3 separate regions of the Mus musculus genome follow, and regions 1 and 2 are each linked to region 3. The links are chromatin contacts, called in public promoter capture Hi-C maps. All regions are on one chromosome and are shown on one strand. The core of a region is the stretch at or near the end of the contact, and the rest is flanking DNA. Distances in the headings are between cores, read along the strand shown.

Region 1 (4,212 bases), core at 1,530-4,029, 2.0 Mb after region 3:
TTGGAAAGCTAACGCATGTGTTATTTTGCTTATTCAACAGGGATAACAAATCTTTCCCACAAAGTCATGTTATATCTCTATTCATTTTAATCAAGAATCAAACAATTATGTTCAAGCCTTTTAAGGATAGGTAACATTGCGATGGCATTGCTTTGCTGTAGAACAATTATATTGTTTAAATATGTCTAGCATATTTAAAGTCTTAAGTTCAATCTGTAGCACAAACACAACAAAACACAACACAAACAAAAACCAAATAAGGAAGTAATAGATTAGATGTCTTTCCTGAGATTTGACTAGAAAGTAGTACTGCTATTCCAGAACTCTTGAATGAAGAGATGTTGTTGCCAACTCACCCTTGATTACAAGTATAATTAATACGGGATCCAAACTGAATGCCTGTGTGTACATGTACCAAGCCATTCTCAGGATCTGAAGGAGTTTTACATTGTTTTCCTATGAAAAAGAAACAGAATTTTGGAACCAAGTACAGTAAACTGAACTTTCTGTAGTTTATGAATTTCTAACCTGATTATAACTTACTGTAGAATATATATATTTGTAATACTTCAAAGTTTTTGCCACTTTGGGGAAATTCATCAGACACTAGCTTCCAAAAGAACTCTCATCCAAGTTTTTTCTTATTTTCACACAGTGGCTCCCTAAAACATGAAGCATTCTTCTAAGTATTCTAATTTATTGGCCTTAAAGTCTGAACATTTTTCATCTCTTAGTTATTAAATACACTTTGTTTCAGAATCATTACTTAATGACACTTGTGCAAAGTTAGACACCCTAAGTGAAATATTCTGATGATATTTTCTCTTAAGCATGCCCTGTGACAATCATTCTTATTAAATTTATTAACAATTGAGAAGACAGAATCACAGTTAAAAAGACTTGACTGACAAGAATGATGATCCACATGTACTATATACCTTAGATAAGATTACTAATAATGAGTCATAATCTAAAATCCAGACAAACTGAGGCCGACTCTACTATTTGGCACAAAGGAGCCTCTTCTGCAGTTACTCACGTATACACTTATCTTCAGCACTCGTCCAGGTTGAGTCTTGTTTGCAGGTGATAGAGAACTGCCTCTTGATATATCCTGGGAGACATTCATACAACAAATATGTTCCAATGGGAAACATGGATTCATCAGTTAGATTTATAGGTTTGGCAGAAGGAAGCTGTGATGGGGCTGGGCAGTGACCTGTTGAATGAGACACAGCAACATTACATTGGATAAAAGAACTTGCATCATCCCTCATACTCTCAGTTCTCCAGCTAGCTACAATGGACCATGCATGATCCTCCTCTCTGGCACTCAGGAATGGATCAGTACTATGGTCAACGGGGAAAAAATAATATAATTTAAAAAATGAAACTGCATTTCATTTTGTTAATGTACTTTCCAATACATATTTTGATTTAACTTCTAGACTCAGTTATTTTCTTTTAAGTCTTAGCAGCATTAATTATGTGGCAGAGAGAGTCAAATAATATGTAACCAATAACTATATGTTGGAAAAAAATCATTTTCATTTAACTTTGGAAATACAATAAAAAACAAACAATGCAAAAGACTTCAAGGAAGTCTTTCTCTTAGAAAGTTCTGATTAAGGAGAAAGGAAAGGGAAATTAGAACTTTCATGGTGGGTAAAATGGGCACTCTATTTTGTTCTTAACCATCAGTAAAATTTAATATGTAAATTCTACAGTCTTTTCTACTTGCAAATATTTCATTGCACCTTGAGGCTTGCTAGCTTTTCAAATCTTACCTTGGAGTGGGAGTGGAAGGACCTTCCTTAAAGTGGAAGCTCAAGGGAGTTAATGAGGATTTGGGGTGGGAGATAAAGTACACAGTCTCACTGTGTGAAAACTGTATCCCTGGGCCTGTTTGTCTAGGCCTTCGGAGAAAGTGCATAGGGAATGTCTCAAGATAGAAATAAATTAAGGAGCTGAAATTGGGTTAGATATTTGATGGCACCTATTAAATACCAATACCACGAAAGACATCAATATCTCCATTTCACAGATAAGGAAACACAAAAATATTAACTTTCCTCATAACCAAATTCTAGGATTAGAAATTGCATCTCTCAATATTCCTGCAACCCCCTGCTCCCCACACCGTTTCTCTCACTACATTCAGCACAGAAAAGCACAGCGTACAGCTAATAAAGACAAGCAGCTGGGAGACCACGCGTTCCTGCCGGCTGCGTACGACCCAAGATCTGGGTAGAGGGCGCCCCACGCTCACCCATGGGAAAGGGGCGCTGAGCACTCACAGGCAGCCCAGACCAGCGTTGGAGTCTGCGCAGAGCCTATTTACCGCGGGTTCCCGGTGAACCGTGTGTCCGTGCTTCCCCAGGCCTCCCCGCAGCTCACCCAAAGTAAATGGCAGCAAGAACAGCAGCAAAACTTCTAGCTTGACTCCTCCCCGGCCGAAGGCTACAAGGAGCCACACCGGATCCAGAGGCTCTGAACTCCGAGAAGAGACCTCCATTCCCCTCACACCGTTCTCAAACAACGTTTTACGGCAAATGGTGTAGAAAGCAGTCCCACCCAGAAATGGCGCTGGGTTCCGGAATAAAACTTCCTCTAGCTGGGCTAGGCGCGGTCTTGTTTACTCCAAGCCCCTGGGATTTCTGTGGAATTACCCTTGGGAGATTGATTCAGCAATGCAGAAACTGGTTCAATACCTAGTAGGTCAGCTCCAGGAAGTTTTCCACTTGCAGGAACCTTCGACTCCAAAGAAAACAAGGCATTATGGGAACTCGGTTTGCATATAGCCCGGCCTTACTCCTTTTAAAAATCTGCAAGGGTGGAGCCTAACCCTAATCTGCAACAGTGAGCTGACAGTTGCATACCCTGTCTAGTATACAGTAAGAACCTATTTCCTTATGATGAATTCGGATGTAACGTGCCGCTGGAAACAAAAAATGAAAGGTAAAAACCATAGCTCTCATCTTAAAAGGATTAGGAGTTTATTCTGAAGCCATTTTGAGTGATCATGACCCTGGAACAATGATATGGTCACCCCAAATTTCATGGAAGCAGTTTCATAAAGTTTTTGTGGTTTTACAGAGCAGAGAAAGTCACAAATTAAGGCAAGTTTAAAATATATTGTTGGGTACATACAAGAAGCAGGTAGTGGAAGCTTTTCTATAGGCTCAGGATGACTCTAATGGCACTCGGCTTTTGTATTGGTAGAAGCTAGTTGCCTGATAAGTCAGTAGATTCTAAAAGGTTGTTTGTGGTTTTGTTTGTTTGTTTGTTTGTTTGTTTTGTATCTATTGTATCATGATGTTAGTTCTGACTTAGCCCAAGATAAGGTAATTATTGGTCTCTGGACCAGCAAAATTGCAATCTCTCCAGAGTACTGAAATTCTAATCAGCCAATAGTCTTTGCAGAAACAGTTAACTTTCAGGAATTTCCTTTCACAGTCAGACGCAGTTTCTTTCCGGAAGTTTTTGTTCACAACCATGTCAGTGCTATTCAGCCTAGACCAGGATAGTGCAGTAATGAATCAGGGAGCGAAGCCAGGCCTTGCCATCATCCAAGTGAGATTTGATGGCAGATGAACAATTAATAAGTTTTCAGAAATGGAATAAACAGGATTTGCACTGAATTTTAATTCCTTTCTTAATACTAATGAGAGAGAGAGAGAGAGAGAGAGAGAGAGAGAGCCCTACTCAGAGATTGGTGGTAGTGCTTCTAGAAATAACAAATATAAAGAGCCAAGTTTGGGGAATAGAATTAAGAACTCAAATATTCCAAGAGAGAAATAGGACATGCGAACAAACATGTCCACATTCTGTTTTCAGAACCTGTGATAGGTACTTTATACGGCAGGAAAAGAAATGGCTAATTAAATTAAATCAAGAACATTTAAGTGGGGAGGTAATCCTGTCTGCCAAAGTGGGCTTAATAACCCTAAGGAACCTTACAGGAACATAGTCCTAAATCAGAGAGGAAGAACAATGAGGGCAGAGATCAAAGTTGCTGCCTCCAGAGAGCAAATGATAGCAGCCTCTAAAATGTGGAACAAATAAGCAGATTCTTCCCCGAAGCTTTCATATGGAACCAGTCCTGCTAGCACTTTGGATTTAGAATTTAAGTTATTCTCGAAAAAGTATGGAAGAAGTTATATTGCAGGTAAGTATACTTTCTTGCACCATATGCTATCAGAATACACTGCT
Region 2 (4,223 bases), core at 523-3,022, 1.3 Mb before region 3:
ATGCTCGGAGGCTGACCTAATCTACGCTGTCTCTACAAGTGTACCCAAAGGCTTGACCCCCTAGGTGATTCTACATCCTGTCAATCAACAGTAACCAAGGTGGGGTAAGGCACGAGGTAGGGATGCAAGTGGAACTTCTAACAACTGGAAGGACAAGTACCAAGTTAGTCTTGAGAAGCTGAGAAAGTGTGTTGTGTTTGGAGCGAAGAGTAAGAGCTCTTTGTCTAGAAAGAAGATGAAAGGTTGTGTGTGAAGCAGGCTGGTCAACAAACTCAACATAAGCATCAGTACACCCATCACATACACACCACACGCCTATACACCACATATCACAAACACACCACACACACAACATGCTACACATATCACATACAACACTCTACACATCATAAACAACACACACAGCACACACACACACAACATACTACACACATTACATACGACACACACACACAAACATACCACACATATCACATACGACACACACACAAACATACCACACACATCACATATGACACACACACACCATATAAATGACCTCAGGCATTTGTAGCTCCTTATATAATTTCTGAGACCTAAATTAATCCTACCCCTTTGAGGTGTGACAATGTCCTTGAATGCTAATTTAAAAGTTCTCCTGGCTGGCAATTCCAATTAGCTTATACTAAATTCAGCGCACAAAATACATTTATTTTTAACATAAGGAGGCTTCTAATTCTTATTAATAGGACATTGGGTTCTTTTTCAATCACAGCATGAACAGATATTTTAAGAACAATGACCCATTTATGCAGCAGATTATTAGCTTTCTGGTAATGCACATTACCCCCCACCTGCTCTGGATGGAAGCCTTTAGCTCCCCTTCCCCAAGTCAAAGCGGGGCCATGTCACTGGCTATGTGAGCTCAAGTCAGCAAACTGCATGCAGCTCCCGGATTGGCTATTAGGGAACACCTTTTTTTTTTTTTTTTTCCTAACACACTTTTTTGGTAGATGTCTTAGAAGTACAATTTGGCAGTGTGGTGACTCTGTTCTGAATGCTTCCATACTCAGTCCCTAAGCTTTGGATACGTTTCTATGTTCAACAGGTCTCTCAGTTTAATGTTCAGAGATCTAGACTATGCTAACTGTGCTCAGAAAACACATGTCAACTCTGCGTTATTACTATGAATATCCTTTATTCTTATTATTTTTTAATTAGTTCTCTTCTGGGCAGTTGGGCCTAGTTTCTCTCTCTCTGTCTCTCTCTCTCTCTGGGCGTGGGGTGTCTTTCTCGCGGGTGGGGGTAAGGCAGGGACCCTCTACAAAGCTCTGGATGTCCTCAAGCTCACAGAGATCTGCCTGAGCGCGCCACCAAGCCGGGCTGGAACAGGGATTCTGGCTCTCTAGGTGTGAGGACTATAAAGTGCTCGGTGCACTCACCGCACCCTCAGGGTCATCAAATCCTCAACACACAAGGGCTTAGGTTCAGGACCCGAGTGCAGAGGAGTCGGAAAAGGGTGGGGTCAAAGTGGAAAGGTCAAAAGGCCAGTGTCTCCAGTCCAGAGCCTCGGACATCCGTTACCATAGCGACTTCAGCCAAGGAATGGAATTACCGAGGCCCCAACAGGCTTTGCGATCCCAAATCCCAGGGGTTTTCGGCGCGGCTCGTATTCCGTAGAGCAGCTAGACGCAGACACCAACGCCGACGCGGTTGCCTAGCGACACGCATTTTCCCAGGATGCCTAGCAGTGTTGTGTTTTCTCAGCCAATCAGAGTTGAGATGCACCTTCGCTGTGGACCAATAGAATGCGAGGCCGAAGCCCGCGACGGTTGACCCGGTGGCCGGTTGCTCGCCGACTCAGGCAGGCAGACGAGGGGCTCGGGTTTCGGCGCGGTTGGCCTGCAGCGGGCGAGCCTGGGCTCCGAGCGGCGCGGTGGTGTGGTTGCCAGGGTGGCCGCTCGCCATGCCGTCCCGGGTGGAGGACTACGAGGTGCTGCACAGCATCGGCACCGGCTCCTACGGCCGCTGTCAGAAGATTCGGAGGAAGAGCGACGGCAAGGTGAGGCGCCGGGCAGCCCTTCCACGGCGGGCTTAGGGAGAAGCAAGCGTCGCCCACGCTGGGGAGGGGCAGGGCGGCCACCTGAACTCTCGTGAAGGACCGGGCTGTAGCCTCCTAAGAAGGGACGGGCTCGTGGAGCGGGCAGCCGCGGCTGGGAACCGGTGGAGGCGCGAATCCGCGGCGAGCAGAAAGACGAGCTCACGTGACCTGCTTCGCCGCTGCGCCACACGCCGTCCCGGACTCAAGCGCTGGGGATGGTACCGCCCACATTTCGGGTGGGTCTTCCCACTAAATTAACCCGGTCTCGACTCCCTCACTGACACACCCATTGAGTTGTTAGTGTTTTGTTTTTCAACTTTGGAAATTTCACCCTTTGTCTCACACCTTGGAAATGTTGTATTTCAGATCCTGGTGTGGAAAGAGCTTGACTATGGCTCCATGACGGAGGTGGAGAAGCAGATGCTTGTGTCTGAAGTGAACTTGCTTCGGGAGCTGAAACATCCAAACATCGTCAGTTACTATGATCGCATTATTGACCGAACCAACACAACCCTGTACATCGTAATGGAATACTGTGAGGGAGGGGACCTGGCTAGTGTCATTTCAAAGGGGACCAAGGATAGGTAAGGTGAAAGAGCCCCACGGTTCGTATCTAATAATAATTAACTTCCATGTTTGTACGCTCTGAATGACTTGCCCCAGATTGAAGATGGCTTTTATTCAGGGTTGTGAAATGTGCTTTTTCTCCAGACAGTACTTGGAGGAAGAGTTTGTCCTTCGAGTGATGACTCAGTTGACGCTGGCCCTGAAAGAGTGTCACAGAAGGAGCGATGGTGGCCACACTGTGCTTCACCGGGACCTGAAGCCAGCCAATGTCTTCCTGGACAGCAAACACAATGTCAAGCTGGGGGACTTTGGACTAGCTAGAATATTAAATCACGACACGAGTTTTGCAAAAACGTTTGTTGGCACACCCTATTACATGTCTCCTGTGAGTATTTTAGAATTCAACTTTTTTTTTTTCCCTGAGACAGGATTTCTCTGTGTAGCCCTGACTGTCCTGGAACTCACTTTGTAGACCAGGCTGTCCTTGAACTCAAAGTGATTCTCCTGCCTCTGCCTCCCAAATGCCGGGAATAAGGGTGTGAGCTACCACACCTGGCCTAGAATTCAACTTTTTAATATCTTAGGTGAAGCATTCAGATGCAAAGAACTGAGGCTTGGGTTGCTAGTAAATCCAGTAGCTCAGAATTCACAATACAATTTAAGTTTGAGTTTGACTTTGTTCCCCTAATGTTGGGGATTGAACCTAGGCCCTCAGGCATTTGAGTTACACCCCAAAGTCTTTTATATGTATTATGTATTTAAAAATGTTTATTATTTATGTATATATAGTATATGTGTCTTGTGAGTGAGTGCTATGTGTATGGTGAGACCAGAAGAGGGAGTGGACTTACCCTATCCCACACACTCACGCTCAGGGTTCCAGGCAACTGTGAGCCGTCTGACCAGATGCTGGAACTTGAACTCAGGACCCCCGGGAAGAGCAGCAGGTGCTTAATCGCTGACCCCTCCTAGATTTGTTTTCAAAGAGACTTCCTGGCAAACAGTTCTCTGTATTCAACTAGAGCTTTCAAAAGAAAAAGAGAACTAAGGACTTATTTATGTGTATGGGTGTTTGGTCTACATGTATGTAAGTGTGCCACCTGTGTGCCAAATGCCCAAGGGGGTCAGAAGACAGCATTGGACTCTTTGGAGCTAGAGTTATGGATGGATTGAGAGACTGGAAACCATATCCAAGTCTTCTGTAAGAGCAACAAGTGCTGTTAACCACTAAGCCATCTTCAGTGTCCCCCATTTCCCAGAGTTTCACTGTAGTTCTGGCTAGCCTGGAATTCACAAAGATCTGCCTGCCGCTGCTGGGATTAGAGGTGTGAACCATGTTGCTCAGCTTTTGTTTTGTTCTTCAATAACCACAAAATGCTAAATTATAGGGTTACAAATAATGTTTAAGGCAACAATGTTTCCAAGGGGAATAGTGTTTGTTTGTTTTGTTGTTTTTTGTTTTTTCAAGACAGGGTTTCTCTGTGTAACCCTGGCTGTCCTGGAACTCACTCTGTAGACCACGCTGGCCTTGAACTCAGAAATCCGCCTGCCTCTGCCTCCTGAGTGCTGGGATTAA
Region 3 (4,247 bases), core at 1,281-3,780:
TGAACTAGAGAATTTACTTACTTTTTGTAGTGTTGGGGGTCGAACCCAGAGCTTTGTATATACTGGACAAGCACTTTGCTAATGTGCTATTAGCCCCAACCTTTGGACTAGAGAATTTACTCTTCCAGCTTAAATTCCCTCACTCTAAAATATGTGTCTTGACTTTGAGGCTGGACTCAACCTTACTATGTAGTCAAGGCTGGTCTTGAATTCATGATCCTCCTGCCTCAACTTTTCAAATGCTGGGATTACATGCAAATACCACACTCAACCCCCTACACTTCAAAAATACTTCTAAAAGAAGACCCTTGAGACAGCAGTTTCATCCAGGGCAAGAGTGAGTGCCATGTCTGGGCTCCTGGCTTCTCTCAGGTGACAGGCGTTGTGTAGTCTTCCCCTGCACACACACTTGAAGGGACATTTGCTTGGTTTCAAGGGTCAGCCTTCCCCCTTCTCCCCAGGGAAGACCTGAGCTTTCCCGAGCATCAGTCCTAGAGAGTAGGCTGGAGTGCTGAGCCAGCCCCTCCCCTGAGCAGAGGGAAGAGTGGTCACAGGCAGTGGCTGAAGTAGAGGCTGGCTGAGTCAGGCTTCAGACCTCTCTGCTGTCCCAAGCCTTTGCCCGGTGACATCCCAAACTGAGCTGGGACTAGGAGCGAAGCTACATCTGTCACCAGCCAGGGGCTCTCCAGCCAACTTCTATTAACTTACGAACAGATGCCACAGACAGACGGCTTACTGTCCTGTCATTCAGGCGTTTAGAAGGACAGTGCTGTTATTCAGCTGGGGACTGGAGGAAGGAAGCTATTCTGGGCCTCTGCTTTTGAATTTCAATGACGTCTTCTCCCTTATCTCTGAATCATATTCATTCTGTGCATTCTGCCTCTGTACGACTCTCCTTATTTTATAAGAACAGCAGTCATATTGGATTAGAGCCAACACAATGACCTCATTTTGACTCCATCACTTCTTTAAGCACCCAAATAAAGCTGCACTCTGGTCCTGGGGGGCCCCTCCCTCAGTCGATCACAACACCAATCTGCAATTTCTCCCTCATCATCTTATTTTACTGTTTTGAGACAGGGTCTCACTATGGATCCCAGGCTGGCCTCAAACTCACTGTCTTCTTTTTCCTTCCCATTGTGATAAAAATAACCAGAAAAAGAAACTTAAGGGAGAAAAGTTTTTCCTGACTGCATTCAAGAGTGCACAGCCTGTCAATCCTGGGGCTTCAATATTCAGGAGCTTCAAGTTTCCTTAGCTGGGAACAGAGATTCACACACGCTAAAGCTTGGCTTAGCTTCTCCACTTTTTGCTCAGTGAATGATTCTGCTTACAATTAAGATGGGCCTTCCCACATCAATTAGTTTAATCAAGACAATCCCTCGAAGACATTCTCAGAGGCTAACCTTAATCAATACAACCCCATCCCACCCCCACCCCCATTGTCCAGAGGGCTGTCCTCTGGCTGTCTAGATGACAACTAATACTAACTTCACTCTATACAGTATTAGGTTAGGAAGGCTTGGTCTTCCCACCTCAGTCTCCTGAGTGGTGGACGCCTTTCATTGCTGTTATTCTTAGGACAGTGGGGAGGTTCTCACCCAGGGCCTTGATATACTAGGGAAACACTCTAAAAAGGAGCTACACCCTCAGTCTTCCTCCTAAGTGCCTTGCCCATGTTCCATCTCCTTGTTTCAGCGGCGTTTGGTGGTGAAGGGTTTGCCTCACTGCCTGGACGCTGCTTTCATAGTTGATCAATGGATAGGGCAGGTGGGTGGCACTTGTCAGGCACACAGGACATGAACTCCAGGTGGCAGAAAAGACTCTTACTCTGCAAGGTATTGTGGGATATTCTACCCTCACTTCAATAATAACCAAACGTGCTATGTACTTTATAGACACATATTGAATGCCCACATAATCTACCAGGCAGGCGATTTAGAAATCCCACTCTACAGAAAAGAAACGGAAGCTCAGGTTGCTGAGAAAACTTTCTTAGGTCTCTAGTGTCCGATAAAGACAGGGGCGAGGTGGGGTGGGGGTTTGAACGCCACAACTGGCTCCAGGGTCTGTGCTTTCAACTAGCACTTCATGGAGAATGGAAAAAGTGAAAATTGCGGTCGCCTTTGAATAGATAGAACTTAAGGTAGAACACGGGGTCCACGGGCAGTCCTGGAAGGTGCATTGACAAGTCCTGGAGTAGCTTCTCAAAGCCAAGTCCACCTACGCAGGTCCTCGTGCTAGTTCTGGGGCCCAGTCTCAGAACCCTCACTTGTGCAGGGTCACTACGGGAGGGGCGACGCTCTTCTATTTCGACGTGAACTCCTAGAACCCTCCCCCCCAAAGTCCCCAGGACGATCGGACACCCGCAGGGTGAGGCCCACACAGGGACCGCTCCCTCGGTGGCAGGGGCGTAGGGTGACGAAGAGGCAGGGCGGGGCCGGCGGCCCAGGAACGCAGAGGATCAGATTTCTCGCAATGCACCAATCCTGAACTCCGGGGGATGTGGCCACACCTGGAGGGCGTGACCAGACCGTGCAGGGGCTGTGGCATCCAGGGCTAGGCTCTGAGCACTGGGCACCGAGGTGGGCAGGTGCGGGCCTGTGCCGGCCGCAGAGGAGCCCGCGGTTCCCAGCCGCACCTAGCCGTCGGGGGAGCTCCTGTGCTGCGGCGGTGTGAACTCTTGTGCACCTGCTCCTGAGCACGGACTGAGGCCAGGTGGGGACGCCGGCGTTGGCAAGCCACCTGAGGGAGGACAGACACCTGACGGGTGGAGCCGGGCCCATTGGAGTTGATGTGGGCGGGGGAGCCGGCTTGGGTTCCGTGTCCCGCACCAGTCTGGGTGCTGGGCGCTGGGCACCCTTCTTCAAGTAGTTTTGGGACGGCACCGGGCCCCTTCTGATCCCCTCCCGCAGAAAGAGCTTGTTTCTGCTCCGCCTGCTCCACCATCGGATGGAAGGAAGGAATCCCTTCCACCCTAGCCTCTCCGGTTTTAACTAGCTTACTCTGAGGCTGGCTCCTCTGTCCCAGCGGGGACTTCCCAGGCCCCGAGGCCCTGGGTTCTAGTGGCTGTTTAGGGAAAATCGGGATGAGGATGACCTAGGGTTTGGTCGGATTTGTTTTCCTTTTTCCGAGTGTCTTAACACAGTCAAGGCCGCTCACACTGGGCCTGGGAGATGTCTGTGGAGTTCCAGGTAGCCAAGCTAGGTGCTGGGGAGGGTGGCGCCAGGCGTGGCAGCTCTGCCGGGTGAGGCCCTCCTGGCCTGAAGGGGCTGGAGGCGGTGCGCGGAGAGCAGAAAGCCTCCCATACCTGCCTGGAAGGGAGGCCTGGGCTGCCGTGCTTCGCTCGGTGATAAAGTGGTAACCAGCCTTCCCTGTTTTCTTGGTGGGTATCAAGATGGAAGCTAGGGAAGGGAGAGGGCGAAGGTGCTTGGGCAGGGATTGGTGAAGTTGCTAGTTAGATCTGTGTGTCACACATGACAGCACAGTGGCCTACAGCTTGGCCTTGTCATCCACCAACTCCAAACCCACAGGGAGGAGGTGTGTGAGGATGTGAGCAGTAGAATAGCATTTACTCCGAGGCAAGGTGAAAATTCATGGAGCTGGCATTTCAGTTCCATTCAGGAAGAATGGGAAACTAGGGCAGTCCCAACAGCTGCCTTTGAGACCTGGCCCAAACCACCAGAGCCTTCTAGCTTGAGGTCTAGGATCCACTCCTGGAACAGACAATGAGGACAGTTCGTGCCCCAGGAGCCTGAAAGTGCCCCTGCCCTCTGCTCACAGTGAGGAGGTGGGTGGTGGTCTTATCACTGGATGGTTCCTATCTGTCAGAGAAAACAGACCTTTCATTTTCATGTGGTGGCAGCTGGAGATGGCAGGGCACAGTTTCAGTGGCCTGAAGGTTTAGAGAGGTCTGATTTAGATGTCTTTAATCGCTTCCTCTCAATTTGGTGGCTCCTCCTGGGGTCCTTGTTGGTTTATGTGTAGAATGGGGGAGGCTCAGAGTGCAGGGCACAAAGGCAGGGTTTGGTGCATCCCAGAGGTAAGGTAGAGGCCACTTAACCTTATCCCTGTGCCTCAGTTAACTCAGCTGTCAAATGGGGCTGACACCACATCTTGGATCCTGAGGGTGGGATAACACAGGTTACACTATACAGCCTGTGTTGATGTGGAGGATGGCGCTGCTATTCATCCTGAGAAGTGTCACTGTCTTGTGGTATAGAAAAATGCTGCTGCAGTTTTAAATA

The links. Promoter capture Hi-C pulls out the DNA fragments that hold promoters and counts their contacts.
Region 1: a contact with region 3 is called in a promoter capture Hi-C map of liver, with 5 times the contacts expected there. The contact joins the promoter of Cr1l here to the promoter of Irf6 in region 3. A contact is called at or near these places in 5 of 39 promoter capture datasets (the 3T3-L1 cell line, 3T3-L1-derived adipocytes, embryonic stem cells and 1 more).
Region 2: a promoter capture Hi-C map of embryonic stem cells shows a contact between it and region 3, with 2.0 times the contacts expected there. The contact joins the promoter of Nek2 here to the promoter of Irf6 in region 3. A contact is called at or near these places in 3 of 39 promoter capture datasets (embryonic stem cells, hematopoietic stem and progenitor cells and neural stem cells) and 3 of 115 datasets of contacts at active chromatin or transcription factors (embryonic stem cells, large pre-B cells and pancreatic cancer cells).

What each region holds. Positions count from the first base shown.
Region 1 is chr1:195,128,791-195,133,002 of GRCm38.p6, forward strand. It overlaps Cr1l (complement component (3b/4b) receptor 1-like), which reads right to left and starts at 2,780. Exons shown (of 10, transcript NM_013499.2): 1 at 2,398-2,780; 2 at 1,040-1,219; 3 at 357-456. The coding sequence starts at 2,515. It overlaps Gm32313 (a long non-coding RNA gene), which reads left to right and starts at 2,654. Exons shown (of 3, transcript XR_865921.3): 1 at 2,654-4,168.
Region 2 is chr1:191,819,701-191,823,923 of GRCm38.p6, forward strand. It overlaps Nek2 (NIMA (never in mitosis gene a)-related expressed kinase 2), which reads left to right and starts at 1,773. Exons shown (of 8, transcript NM_010892.3): 1 at 1,773-2,041; 2 at 2,447-2,664; 3 at 2,792-3,032. The coding sequence starts at 1,946.
Region 3 is chr1:193,150,582-193,154,828 of GRCm38.p6, forward strand. It overlaps Irf6 (interferon regulatory factor 6), which reads left to right and starts at 2,531. Exons shown (of 8, transcript NM_016851.2): 1 at 2,531-2,718.